2 separate regions of the Danio rerio genome follow, and region 2 is linked to region 1. A link is a contact called in public Hi-C data. All regions are on one chromosome and are shown on one strand. The core of a region is the stretch at or near the end of the contact, and the rest is flanking DNA. Distances in the headings are between cores, read along the strand shown.

What was found. A called contact is a pair of places that touch in the nucleus more often than the background predicts.
Region 2: a contact with region 1 is called in a Hi-C map of embryo, with 1.6 times the contacts expected there. The contact joins the promoter of pou4f4 here to the enhancer-like site in region 1. A contact is called at or near these places in 3 of 18 Hi-C or Micro-C datasets (all in embryo).

The regions. Positions count from the first base shown.
Region 1 is chr21:41,511,709-41,519,574 of GRCz12tu, reverse strand. No RefSeq gene overlaps it. Among named protein-coding and RNA genes, the nearest start is that of klf5l, 58 kb to the right of the region's middle. Within about 2 kb of position 3,899, at least 5 of the 62 cell types and tissues checked have an H3K27ac peak or open chromatin away from gene starts, as enhancers often do.
Region 2 is chr21:41,615,411-41,622,248 of GRCz12tu, reverse strand. It overlaps pou4f4 (POU class 4 homeobox 4), which reads right to left and starts at 5,120. Exons shown (of 2, transcript NM_001080058.1): 1 at 4,836-5,120; 2 at 2,451-4,481. The coding sequence starts at 4,955. The coding sequence ends at 3,570.

The sequences.
Region 1 (7,866 bases), core at 2,650-5,149:
TATATATATATATATATATATATATATATATATATATATATATATATAATTTTTATTCATATATTATATCATATTAAGTACACAATAAAAAAATATTTAAAAAATAATTATATATATATATATGATATATGAATATTTATATTTATATATTTTTTATTGTTTACTTAATACGATATGTGCTTTCAACTAAGCCCAAGTATGAACATTAGTATAGTTAAGTTTAATTTTTCAACATTTTTTTAGTGCCACATTTGGTATAATTGTAATTGAGTTCATGACATCTTTAAAGATGGGAACCTAAAATTTGAAGTGTGTCGTCTGATTTACTTTTTGACCATGATATAATCTGACACACTGTGTAACAGGCAAAAAAAAATCTTCTATATGTTTGAACCTAGCATTATTGTGTAATCTTGAGTTTAATCATTATCTATTTATTAATCCAGCAATTGTGCATTCTAAAAATCTTGGGTTGTTTCAACTCAAATTTGAGTAAAATATGGATAAGACCAACTGCATGTTAATTTTATAAATAATTTTTAACTCAACTTTCAAAACTTTAACCCTGTGGTTGAGTTAATTCATATTTTACCTACATTTGAATTAAAACAGCTCAACATTTTTACAGTGTATTGGGTGATTGTAAATTTATTAAAAATATATATGTTTGTGTGTTTTAAATATAAATTTGTCACTAGTTTAGTAAATACGGTCACACGTGCAACAAAAACAAACCCACACATGCACCTGTCAGTGTGCTGTGATGTGCAGAGTGTGTGTGTGTGTAAGTGTGTCTCAGAGGTGCTCTAAAGAGATGGGTGGAGGAAGATGGAGAATGAACGAGTGCTCTAATGGATTTGTGCTAATGGTGCCGGAGCGATTAGAGCAGGAAAGATTCTGGACTGCCAGCCCTTCTGAACCCTCACTGACTCTCTGTGTCCCGCAGCTCCAGCACAGAGTCAATCACAGCGCATGCTCACACTTACCTCTGTGTATTTAAAACATAAAGTTTGACACATGGGAGAACGCTGACAATTATCAGAAGGTGTGTTATTTAGCCACCTTCCTCCAACCTCACACGCTCTAAAAAATAAAACGTACCCATTTAAAATGTTTAGTTGAACCAAATGAAATTATGTAATTATCTCATCTTACATTAGTTAAACTGATTAAAAATATGAAGTAAATATTCATTCATTCATTCATTTTCTTGTCGGCTTCGTCCCTTTATTAATCCGGGGTCGCCACAGCGAAATGAACCACCAACTTATCCAGCAAGTTTTTACACAGCGGATGCCCTTCCAGCCGCAACCCATCCCTGGGAAACATCCACACACACATTCACACACACACATTCATATACTATGGACAATTTAGCCTACCCAATTCACCTGTACCGCATGTCTTTGGACTGTGGGGGAAACCGTAGCACCCGGAGGAAACCCACGCAAACGCAGGGAGAACATGCAAACTTCACACAGAAGCGCCAACTGAGCCAAAGATCGAACCAGTGACGCATCGACCTTCATGCTGTGAGGCGAACGTGCTACCCGCTGCGCCACTGCGTCACCTAGTGAAGTAAATATTGACTTAATAAAATAAGTTGAAGTAACATAAAAAAAACATTTTGCACAATGCTTGGCGTGAACTATGGAGATTACCTCCATTAAAATGTAAACAATTAATGAAGTGTTGTTTTTTTATTTTGTTTGTTTGTTTGTTTGTTTGTTTTAGGGGGCGGGAGCGGGGGGGTGGGGGTTTACTGAGTGCAATGGGACGGCATTATTTTTCTCAAAGTGAGCAATATGCACAACTAGTATTTTTCAGCCAACGATAAACTTTCGATGAAAGGTTTCTGTGACTATTTTAAAGTTCACAAGGTTCCTTTTACAACATCAACATTGAAATGTAATACAATCAGTAAATAAACTTAAGCATTCATTAAGTTAAGCATAAAACAAGTTGATAGACCGTGAAACCGTTAACTTCGTCAGTAGCAGCAGGCTTGCGCAGAAACTCCATTCAAAATACTGTGGTAAAATAAACTGTCTTATTTTTAATAGATAGCAAGGAAAAATGCAATTAAATGCAGTGTGTCTCGTCCAGTCTAAGACAAATTAATATCGAATATCTGAAAGGCAGTGAAGAAAACTTCTTTTTAAAGAAAACATATCTTAAACGTGGCAATTTTGTAACGGAGAGACAGTTCACCGGAAGCCATCGGGCTGGCTGGCTGAAAATTAAAAGTCTGTGTGCATACCTCATTCGTATACCAAATACTAAAAGAAAACAATTAGAATTAACATATAAATTTCTTTTCATATTATAGATGTATATAGAATTTTTCGCTATTGTAAAGATTAATAAAACAAAATAATGTGAAAGAAAACAAACACAGTGGTATAAACCGCCACAGATGACTGTGAAAAAGTCACATTAAAATCTCAAGCATAGGCCTTTTGTTATTTTTTTTGAAGCATGAAATAAAGCAGAACAGCGCATGGACCTCTAACTCAGTTTTTCTCTGTGGATATAGTTTATTATGTATAGCACAACGTTATTATTTATCTCAAATGATTTGTTTCAGTAGTTTTTAATAGACCTTTTTCATTATTAATACATTTTGCAACTCACCCCATAAGCTGACTATGTACAATGCCAAAATAAGTGTAAAACTGTCTCCTCATATTCGTTACAAAAATACAATTTACATCAATCCCACTTTTAAATTTTTGCAAACAATGTTTTGCTGGATAAAACCTGTGGATGAGTTTATAGGATATTTCTTTAATTCTATTTCTAACATGATATTTCTGTGGTAACAGCCACACTTTTCTTCAATTCACCCTTTAATAAAGACATATAATAAAATTGAATATAAGGTACAGTAATGATTTCTTTTTGGAAAAGAGTATGAATAGCTCTATCATTACTCTTGGTATTTAGTAAAACAAAATTTGCCGACATAAGATTTAGTAATATCAAAAGATGAAGCATCAGAAGGATGGTCTTATTAATACCTCTAAATAACATAAATGAATAACATCTCTGCAGGAATTGAACCAATAACAGTTGAAAACTTGCTGGGTTTTGTAATATTTTGATTTTGTAATAAAGGACTTCATTGTAAGAAAAGTTTACCATCTTTATTATATAACTGACTAAACAAATAATTTTACTGTCAAACCAATTAAAAAAAAGAGATTTGCATTTGTATGAACTGTCTATTATTCCAAAATAACAACAATGTAGGGATAAATCATGCTTATAGATTAATGACCATGATGAGCACTTGTTTGTGGAAGGCAGATAGTTTAACTGGAGTTTTGTCTATATTATAATTACTCATCAAAATAAACCATAGACCACCAGTCTTTAATGAAACATGATAATCTCCGCTTTGAAGTGCATACAGCATAAGAATGTACTCCCGCATATAACTTGAAACGGCATTCAACCCCCTTTAATATTGTCATCCATGATTTTCCCTGTCCTTCGTCTTTCGGGAGATCGTGGTCATTAAAGTAAGAGTGTCGTTTTTGAGTTGGAGCAGCTGGGAACGCAGCAATCACAACGATGAGATGACCCTGCCATTCTTTCTTGCTCCGTCGCATTGAAACCGGATGTTGTGGTACACTGCTTCGCTTACCGGAACCAGGAAGTGTGAAAAAGGCCTATTGAAGTCAATCCAACCGGAAGTGCATCCCATAACTTAAAACGCAGTAGTCACGTTTGGGAAAAGATAAAGCAAACACAGTTCAAACTCATCCAAATTTATACAAATTTTCTTGGCTTACCTCTCATTTAAATCACGATTTCAAGGAGCAGGGCAAAGCAGCAGCGTGACGTAATCTGTGTTTGTTTACATGTTTGTGTGTGTTTGTGTGTGCGCGTGTCTGTGTGTGGTGAAGAGGGTCTTCATTAAGCAGCTCGGCATAATGTTGACAATCTGTAATGTGATCAGAGTATCTCAGTGGGACTGCGTGAGTGATCTTAATGAAGAGAACATCAGGTGCTAATTAGCTCACATTTAATGTCACTAATATAAAAATGGCTGTTTGCCAAACGTCTTTGACAAACAAGAGGCAACTTTGTGCTTTCGTCCAAATCAGTGGATTCTGGTGAACTACTGCCACCTGGTGGATTTCTGCTGGTAATGCAATAACAGTTTTCAGCTTGTTAGATAAAAGCAATACTATATATATATCATTGCAACATATAATAATCTCTTAACCTTTCCGCAATTAAAACATTGGCATTCTTTTGGTCTAGACCAAAATAAAAAAAAAATAAAAAAAACAGCCATGAATTTGATTATATTAATTTTAGCTAAAATTAATATAATCAAATTCATGGCTGTTTTTTTTTTTTTTTTTTTTTTTTTTTTTTGCTATTTTATGCAAATGGCAGTAAATGGCTTTTTATTTTAAACAAATGCATAAGATCTGCATATTTCTATCATTTCTAAAGGATTGTGTGCACTGCTAAAACCACCATTACAGTTCAGTCAATTACATTTTGAAATACATTCAAATAGTTATTACAAATATAAATTTATCCAGCTTTAACAATGTTTATAAAATCTTACCAGCCCCAGTATTTCGAATGGTAGTGTATGATGAAATCAGATATAATATCCGGGAAAACTGAAGCCAGGCCTGTGCTGCATTTGTTATTGCATTATTAGATATCATGAAGTAATAATGAGCAAGCTTTATTACAGCATTTAATGTGGTTAATGTATTTCCTGTATATGCAGTTGGAATTTTTTTTAAATAAACATAATTTATGACCCAAGATGAAATAGCATTGAACGGTTTATTAATTCAAATGAATTAGATTAATAAATAATGAGCAGCTATTTATTGTTTGCTCATAATAAATTAACTAATGTTAATCAATTAAACGTTAAAACAAATTGTGGAAATGGCTGATAAAGCTATCAAATAAAAAAATATTTCTAGAAAATGCAGGCTGATGTGATTTTTTTTTTTTTTTAAATATTCAGTATATAGGAAACTACAAAGGAGTGAACTTAATAGATTCAAAGTATTAAGCAAATAGTTATAATTATATGAAGTAATCAATTCTAGATTTAAGAAGTACATTTGTGTTTTCTAAATAAACCTATGTTTTTGACAAAACCCCTGTTTTTGACAAAACTAGATAAACTACCTTGTAGGTATTCAATAACAAAGATATTTTCATTTTGTTTTTCTTGTTGTTTAACCACAAAGTAACTTAATACAGAAAAAAATAACATAAAAAAATGAACAATAAAAATACATAAATTAAATACTTAAATTAAAATAAATCAAATAAGGAAATAAAATGAATAAATAAAACTTATGGGGGAGGGGATGTTGGGGAGATTCATGGGTGTAGACGTGCACTATTTTCTATATGATTATAAAAAGGGTGTCATGTTTTGTGAAGTGTTCCGGTTGATCCTCTGGGAAAATGTTAAAACTAAATCTTTAAAGAATAATTTAAGAAAATTAAAGGTTTTAAATAACAACACAAATTACATTTACTTACCTCTAAAATTATCAAAATATTAACCCACTCTGTCTATTTTTGCAATTAGTCTCATGCCTTTTAAATTTTTGTGTTACTGTAACATATTTTACAACAACAGGTTTTAACAATATTAAGTTACACAAAGTTTAACTTAACAGTTACATTGATATGTGTAGGTTGAGATAACCAGAAATTTTATTTGATTCAACTAAGAAAAAATAGTCCAGCAAGATTTTTTTAATAGTGTAATTTTAGCATTAAAGAAAAACGATCCCTAAGTTCTGGTCAACTTTGATTCAATGGGTATAAATATGCAGAACAGTCTGTAAAGCACTGGGTATAAATATGCAGAACAATCTGTAAAGCACTGATAAAAAATAGAATGTGACTTGCTTCAAGTGATGTCACAAAGACATTAAGGCATGTCATTATTCTTCCCTCATTAATTTGTACAAAATTAGGATACACCGATAGTGGATGTAATATCAACTCGATTACTGTTATATTTAAAAACAATAATATGATGAAAATACAAAAAATCATGTGTGATGGCTCGTGAAAAGAGTTAAATATGGATTAAACCTCAATATAGATTGATCTGTTTTGATCTCTTTATGAAGCATCAATGTTTTGGATGAATAGACTTTAATTTAGGAGCAGAATCTCTTGGATTTTATTTTCATCGCATTCCAAAATACACTAATTTATTAAAGGTTTAAAACAACACAAGATAAATAAAGGATGACAGAATTTTAATTTTGGTCTGAATTAACCCTGTAATTCCTCAGTCGTTTTTTCCCCACAGACAGTGATATCAGATGACGGGTTTCCTCAGACCCCCTGCTCTGTTCACCTGAACCCCACGGGGCTGAATATATAGAGAGGGAGAGGTGTGACGGGTGTCCGTCGGGTCATTGGATCTTTAGATAATCAGTGTGGGCTAATGACCCCTCCAGAGAGAATGTGTCTAATCCATTGAGCCTTGGGGAGCATTTCTGCCTCCCCCCTCATTTCACACACAACACCGCTGAATACTGAATCCACAGTCCTGAAAATCTATCACCATGTCTATACTGCATGACAGGACTGTGGTCTGCAGCTCTTGAAAAAAACTGTGAAACATATAGCATGCTAACATTACTGTACCAAAACCAGTAACGGACAAATGACAAAAATCATGCATTTAAGTAAAAGTGCTCATACTTTAATAATAAATATTTCTGTTTTAAAAGTATAAAGCCCTACTTTTCAGTTTAACTGCATACTAGAGTGCATACACACATGCACACTGTTGAAACAAAGCTTTAATTCTCTGAACAATATAAAATGTAGAATAAAATTTGTATCTGAATTGATTAAAGGATTAAGCCCAGGTTTAACCGTCAAGACTTAATCAATCAATTTGTGCCCAAACTTTTCTAAATGGTTTCATGTTAATTAATTTGTGTTGGTACATGTGAAACACAATGTACGTTTTTGTTTTTTAAATAATATATTATTTTTACAAGAAAATAATGTATACAATTTTTCTTGACGATTTTAGAAATAATTTGATGTATTGTGAAACAGTTTATTAATTTTTATATTTATAAAAGTCTGTTTCAAAAGATACTGATAAATGGGTTTATAGTGCAGTTTTACCATGATTTATTTCATTTTCTTGTCGGCTTAGTCCCTTTATTAATCCAGGGTCGCAACAGCAGAATAACCACCAACTTATCCAGCAAGTTTTTACTCAGCGGATGCCCTTCCAGCCGCAATCCATCTCTGGGAAACATCCACACACACACACACACACAGGACGGACAATTTAGCCTACCCAATTCACCTGTACCGCATGTCTTTGGACTGTGGGGGAAACCGGAGCACCCGGAGGCAGGGAGAACATGCAAACTCCACACAGAAACGCCAACTGAGCCAAGGTTCGAACCAGCGACCCAGCAACCTTCTTGCTGTGAGGCGTCAGCACAACCGACTGCGCCACTGCCTCGCTCTATTTTTACCATGATATTTCTTACAATCAAAAGATATTATCTGATATTTTTCATTTAAATGTTTAAAATTAATTGTTATTCATTTTAGATTTAAATTGTAAATTACACAACATTTTACATAAAACATGTCAGAGTTTTCAGAAGCATTCGTATGTGTTTAAAGGTAATTCACCTAAAACTGAAAATTCTGTCATCATTTCCTCATCTTTTACTTGTCACAAACCCGTTTGAGTTTCTTTTTTCTGTTGAACACAAAAGAAGATATTTGAAAGATGTTAAGCACTGATCAACAATAAACATTGAGTTCCATTGAAGAATAAAAGATTTTAATGAAGTCCAACATTTTTCTAAA
Region 2 (6,838 bases), core at 3,871-6,370, 100 kb before region 1:
GAATACACGGTTTTTAATTACAAGAGCCATGTTTTAATTATTGTCGAATATGGATACTTCCACTCTGTCCTGGCATGCTCGTGAGAGATCAAATTATGCAATTATACATTTATTAATTTTAATCCGCTGTTACTCAAACCAAAGACAAGCGAGTGATACAAAGATTGCCTTGTTCACCTTGTCAGGATCAATTTAAGTCGCTCTCCGTCACCTTCAATTGGAACTTTTGTCTTTCCCGTGTTGATTATTTATAGTTCCTATTTATTACAGAAAGTACAAATGCCCAACAATTTGCTTTCAGAAACCAGCTCAGGCTTCACGTTAAGCTTGTGAGAACTCTGATATCTTGAACGCTGTATTGGGCTTATATATTAACGCGCTTGATAAATATTGCATTGTACTGATTTAGAGCTTCCAGTGCCGGAGGTGTGATCTGACCGTAATGCGCGCACGCGCGGATAAAAACACGGGGAGCGCGCAACGCGGATGGAAACACTGATGGAAGTTTATTTACTCGCTGACCGCGCTCGCAGTCGGGCTTCAAGACGGGGGCTCAAAGTCTGGGAAATAAATGAAACGTTACTGCAGCAATTCTCAATATTTCTGCTAACGCTTGCGACTAATTCTTTCGCCGAGCAATGGATGAGCCGGTCGAACGGGCCGTGTTGCTGCAATGTTTGTGAGGAAAGAGGGAGCCATAGTCATGTACCAGAGAGCTGATTCTCCAAGGCCCTCAGTCGAGCTGCACTCAAGACTCTTGCTTCATTAAAATTTTATACGCAGCGCTTGGCCAAGGTCTATTTATGAAAATGCGCTTTCCGCTCCATGGAAAACACAAGACTGTAAGGAACCATGGGGAGGAATGTAAATCTAAGAGCAGAATTATATACACTTACACGTATTTTTCATTCCAGCTGCATTTTACAAAATAAAGTAACCGGTGCCACACTGAAAAATATTGCCTCACATTTGACGTCTATGTGTTTCGTGGCTTCCACTGTTGATGAATTATGTAGATGAGTTAGTGAGAGCCATGCAAATCTTCAATTGTGTGCACATTTGAGCACGATAATTTTAATATTTTGTCTCGAACATTTCAAGCAATGTTATGCGTCCAAATGTGAGCTAGTCAGTGGATATTATTTTTGCTGCTAAAACATTATAGTAATATAATTGCAGTATAATGGTTTTCAATGTAACAGTGTTCACTATAAATGCAATTAGAAAATCTGAAAAAGTTTTCAGCCTTTACTGACACGCATAAAGCAGAACGAATCTGATTTGCGTAATATGTCTCTTGCCTTTTTCATTCAGCAGGAAACACAAAAGAAACGATGACCTCCGTATGTTAATAATTCAAATCAAACAATTGACGTAGCCTACGCTGTTGTGGGATTGGGCTTTACCACATGCGCCTATACACAACCGCCCTGTTTTCTGTGAACCAACCAATTTAATAAACCACTGTCTTATGGGATGAGTTTTGGGAATAATCTAAATTTTTTCTTACCTAGATGTGTTATAGAGAAGCTATTTATTTGATTTATATAATTATTTTTCAGCGAAAGCTGTACTTTTACTTTTTATGTTTTATTATTGTAATAAAAAAATAGTTGCAGTTACAAATGACAAACAAAAATTTATTGGGCTTTAATAAGGCACACTTTAAAACTGATTTTAGCAGATTTTCATTTATTTAGCCTATTTATTACCTCTTTTTGTCTGAATTACTTACTTTTATTTTAGAATCATTGTTGTGTGTCTTCCAATGATGGGAAGGCCGAGACCAAATGAACTATCCGTTTGTACCACATGTACTATCCGTTCAGCAATAGCATATCTTCCTCTTAACAAACACTTGCAAAATCAATAGTATCATAACACTTCATATTTATTATTCATAAATAACGAGTTTTACGGGCTCAAAACCACCTGCTGAACGCAAAAGAGAGCTTGACAACTCCAGAAATAAGCGAACTTGTTTCTTAATATTGTCCGACACTATATGGCGCAATATTTTGCGAAAAGAAACACTAATAACATTTGGAGTTTATTTACAAAAAATGTGTATTTAATCGCGCTTGTTAAACCTAATTTAAAGCTTGGTTTATTTTATAAGGTTATTATGAGTGAAATGTGCTTATTCTTTTTATTACAACAATCGATTGATTAGCTGGCTGTGTATATTTGATAATAAGAAACAAATAATGATTATGCGTTGTGTATTTCTCAAGCATAATGACAGCCGCAGCAGGAATGTTAGTAATGCTTAATAATGTTCATGTATTTAAAAAAAAACTGAAATTAATAAAGTGTTTTAAAATAAACTTGTCACCTAAATGCATTTTCTCTTATTTAAAGAATGACCCAATAATCGTTGCATTTAGCAAAACAAATAAAGCAGACTCAGAAAATAAAGTAAGCTTAGGCACATAACACACTGCAGTAGATGAGGTAAGACGTGCATGGTTTATTGAAATTTCTGTCGCGTACACAGACACAGTTAAGCACACTTTCACAAATGAAACATGTGTGATATTGAAAATAAATTAAGCTCAAATAAATAAGTAAACAAAATCAACGAATCAAGGAAGAATATAAATAGGCAAAACAAATAAGGAGTCGCAATCATATCTACAAAGTGCAATGAATCTCTGAACATGAAATGAAATGTTCCCATCTACAAACTTAGTGTAATAATAATAATAATAATAATAATAATAATAATAATAATAATAATTTAAGCGGAGACATACAGTAGAAGGGGCTAGTCACAAAATAATTCTTAATTTGATTGTCAAAGCTTTGTTGAAGTGAAATTAGTTGCAACACACAACGCTTCGTGCTTCCTATCTAATTTTACCCAAAATGTGTCAACTGAAAACTAGATTTACGCCCTATTTCCAATATGACCATGAATGTGTCAAGACGTCAGGAATCATGAGGTAGACACAGAAAAGTATATTAAGTATGTCCGTGTGTACGTGCGTTCGCCTGTGCGTGTTCTCTCTTATTGCAATACATCAAAACGAATGAAAACTCCAAACAATAAATGAACACTTAACGCCTTGTAAACCATGCAATGGGTCACAACAGAACCTTCATGATTTTCTTCTGGAGCATATAGAACAACACTAAGTTTTCTAGAATGGAACATCTTTTGCACAACAGCGTTTTAGCTTGCTTTCTTTTCGTCCTTTAAAAAACAGAATTTTGATGCGTTCTTCACACAAAGAGGTGCAGTGTATTCACAGGTATGTACACAGATGAATATAAAAGAGTTGTTTTAAAGTTAGGAGAATAATCATTATTATTCAATTCTCGTTTTGTACAATAATTGCAACGTTTAGTTGGTGTTAATTTTCCTCTCGTCCTCCGTCTTCCAGAGCGAGTTGTTCTCGACATGTTTTGTTACGACAAACTTTTGGAGCACTTCTGTCTCTGGGATGTTGACGCCCAGCTCCTGTTCCTGCGTGGGAAGCGTTTCGCCTCAGCCTCGAAGAGTTTTGTCGTCTCTGTTCACTCGTGTGTCTGATTATTTGAGTTTGTTTTTAATACATTATTCGGGCCTAGTGCGTGGCCGAAAACTTCATGCGTTTCTGCTTTTGCCTTTGATTACAAAACCACACGCGGACCACGTTTTTTTTCAGGTCCAGTTTCTCGGCGATGGCAGCGATTTTCTCCGACGAGGGTCTGGGCTGGACGGCAAAGTAAGCCTCCAGCGACCGCTTTTCTGGAGCGGCGATCGAAGTGCGTTTTCTCTTTTTGTCCCCGCCGTTAAAAATCTCCGGCTTGGCCATTTTCTCCCTCTGAGCCCGTTCTGCCTCCTCTAACCATGCTTCCAGAATGGGCTTGAGGGCCACCATGTTATTGTGGGACAAAGTGAGAGACTCAAACCGACAGATAGTACTCTGGCTCAGGCAGCCGACCCCGGGGATTTTAAGGTTGGCTAACGCCGAGCCCACGTCGGCCTGCGTGACCCCGAGTTTGATCCGCCTCTGCTTGAAGCGCTCGGCGAAAGACTCCAGCTCCCGGGGGTCGGGCTCGGAGTCTCCAACGCCGCCCAGAGAGGCGTGCGAGCCCAGGCCGTGGGGGTGCATGTTCATGCTTTGCGGGTGGTGATGCTGCATGTGGTTGATAGCGGACATGTGCGAATGCGGGTGGGAAGCCGTGGAGCAAACGTCGGAGCCCGGCATGCCTCCGATAGAGATGCCGGGGAGGTGGTCAAGCAGGTCGCCCTCCAGGCCCTGGGTTGGCTGGTGGTGGGGATGATGGTGGTGAGAGGTCAACACTGACGGATGATGTAGGTGTCCGGAGGAGGACGTGGGCGTGCAGGTCATGCTTGTCATGGTGGTCATGGTGTGGTAGGTGGCATCTGGTTTGAACGGATGACTTTTTTGCGCGACGATGTCCACCGCCGCCAGCGCCTCGGCTCTCTGAAGCAGGGTCTCATCAAAGCCGGCAAAGATGTTACCCTGCAGCTATGTGACAGAGAGAGCAAATGTAAGCATAGTCCAGATACTTTTGAGTTTTTAAATCATTGCATTTAGATTTAAAACTTAAAAGTTAGAAATAATTGTAAAAGTTTTATAACACGACATTGAGTCACTTTTAGCTAAATTCTTTTATTTCTATATATCCATTTCTATATATATTTTAAAGTAGTAAAACAAATAATAATTTGGGTTACAATTTAAAAATAAATGACAAATACCAACGCATTTACATGTTTTGCCCCATAGAAAAAAAAAGTTTTCACCAACACGGCTACACAATGCAAATGACAGCGGTGATAATGAATTGCAAACAAGAAATACATAAAATATTGAACTTACCGAGGGCGTGGGCAAACATGCTCGCCTAATAGCCTCCGAGCTGGAATGGAGAGGTGTGTATTTAGGCTCGTGCAAAATCGGATGCATACTAAACGGCTGTTTGCTATTCATGGACATCATTATGGCAGAGGTGAGAAAGGGTGGCTTCTCGTCTTCCTCGTTTATCTCCGTTTTGTTCCAGAACAGTATCTACCTCGGAACCCAGGGACGATCTGGATGATAAAAAGTGAAAAGGTATGCCAGAGAAGTCTTCTTCACTGGCTCTGAGCTGTAGCCAGGCGCGAGCTGTCAATGTCTATGATACAGTAGGAATTTACGCAGGCACCTAAAATATAACGCTGTCTCCATTAACCCCGCCCATATAGGTACATGTCCCGCCCAACTACTATTACAGTACCCTCAAATGTTATTGGTAAGTTTGGGACGTGAACACGCCTCTGGGGGTTCTGGTCCCATTATCCATCATGTGTACTGGAGCAGAGAAGGCGTGGCTTTGGCTCTGAGACTTTCTTGGTGTTTTTTCATTGGTGCTGTGATTTTGACACGTCGCGCTAGATTGGTTGTATTGAACACTGCTCTTAAATATGTCATCGTTTGTTATGATCCTCTTGAATAACATTTTAAAGTTTTTCAATAAAAACGTTTAAATTTGTTACGTTTCATAATTGTTATTGTACATTATTTTAATGTTTTGATCATTTTATAATTTGGGACATTTTATCATCGTTTGTAATTTATGCCAGGCAACACAAACCGATTAAGTGTAACTCTTAAATGGACAGTGTGAAGTCACTTCAAACAAAAAAACCAATTTAAAAAAAAAATTATTTTACTACAGTACTGACTAATCTAATGTATATGCACACATATAAAGCATCCTATAGAAAATATTAATTTAAATGAGAGATTTTGAGGGGTGTACTAATATATACTGAGCACTGTATTTTGGAATACATCATATAAAGAGAAAATAAGAAAGTGAATCACTGAGTAATAGAAATGGTATATTTCTCTTAATTAAGATCACTGTGTTGCGTTGTGTACTATAGTTTTTCTTCATGCGGCCAGCCTTAACAATTTGGTGCATGAATTAATTATTGTTCATTTACTTTGTGGTATGCACCACAATATGGATCCTCAAATAGAGCATAAACAGACTGGGATGATAAGAGCCCATGTACAATTAAATATTGATAAAAAAAACACAGGTCAAACAAATGAGAGCAGTCAATCAAATACGGTTCAGTCTGACAAATGAAATGCTGGTACCACCATCCATTTCCATGAATGAAAAAAAAAACTGTGGTTAAAAGAATAGCTGAATGCTTCGAGTAGATATAAAGTCTTGGTTCAGTGAATAGATCAAGTTACCCTTCCTGCAGCCAAGCTACTAACTTGGGACCTTCATTATTGGAACTTGACTATTTGATCAGCACCTCTTCAAAGTGGGCTGTGTGTTGCTCAGCTTTGTTGGTATAGGGCATGCAAGCTGCTCTAGATTGGCTTGTATAGAGCCCACATATCTATCACTCTAATTGGTGCTGAAACCCCAGACATGGACAATAAAGCCCCACAATGGGAGAAGAAGTCTCTGCGAGTGTGACTCGGAAACCTGAGATGCAGACGCAGATAGCAACATCGTCCCCTCGTGCCTTGCTCTCCGGCAAGGCCTTGGCACCCGCTCATCAAATATGCATCAATGCTGCCATCTCTCCCCCAGCAACCACTGTCACTGGGGACTCCAAATGCTGAGGGACGGACAGAGAGGCACAGCAAAAGTGACAGAACAGAGAGAGAGAGGCAGTCTGGAAAAGAGAAGACGACTCAAAGAGTGAGCTTATACATGTCAATGGAGAGACAGACATGTAGCTGAGATGATACAAGCCATACTTGTTGAATCTATTGAGTTGTTCTCTTTTTTCCTGTCATTCCTTCTTTCTGTGTCAGACTGCCGTCACCGAGTCGTAGTCATTTTCCTGATGAGTTTTCTGCAAACAAGCCTG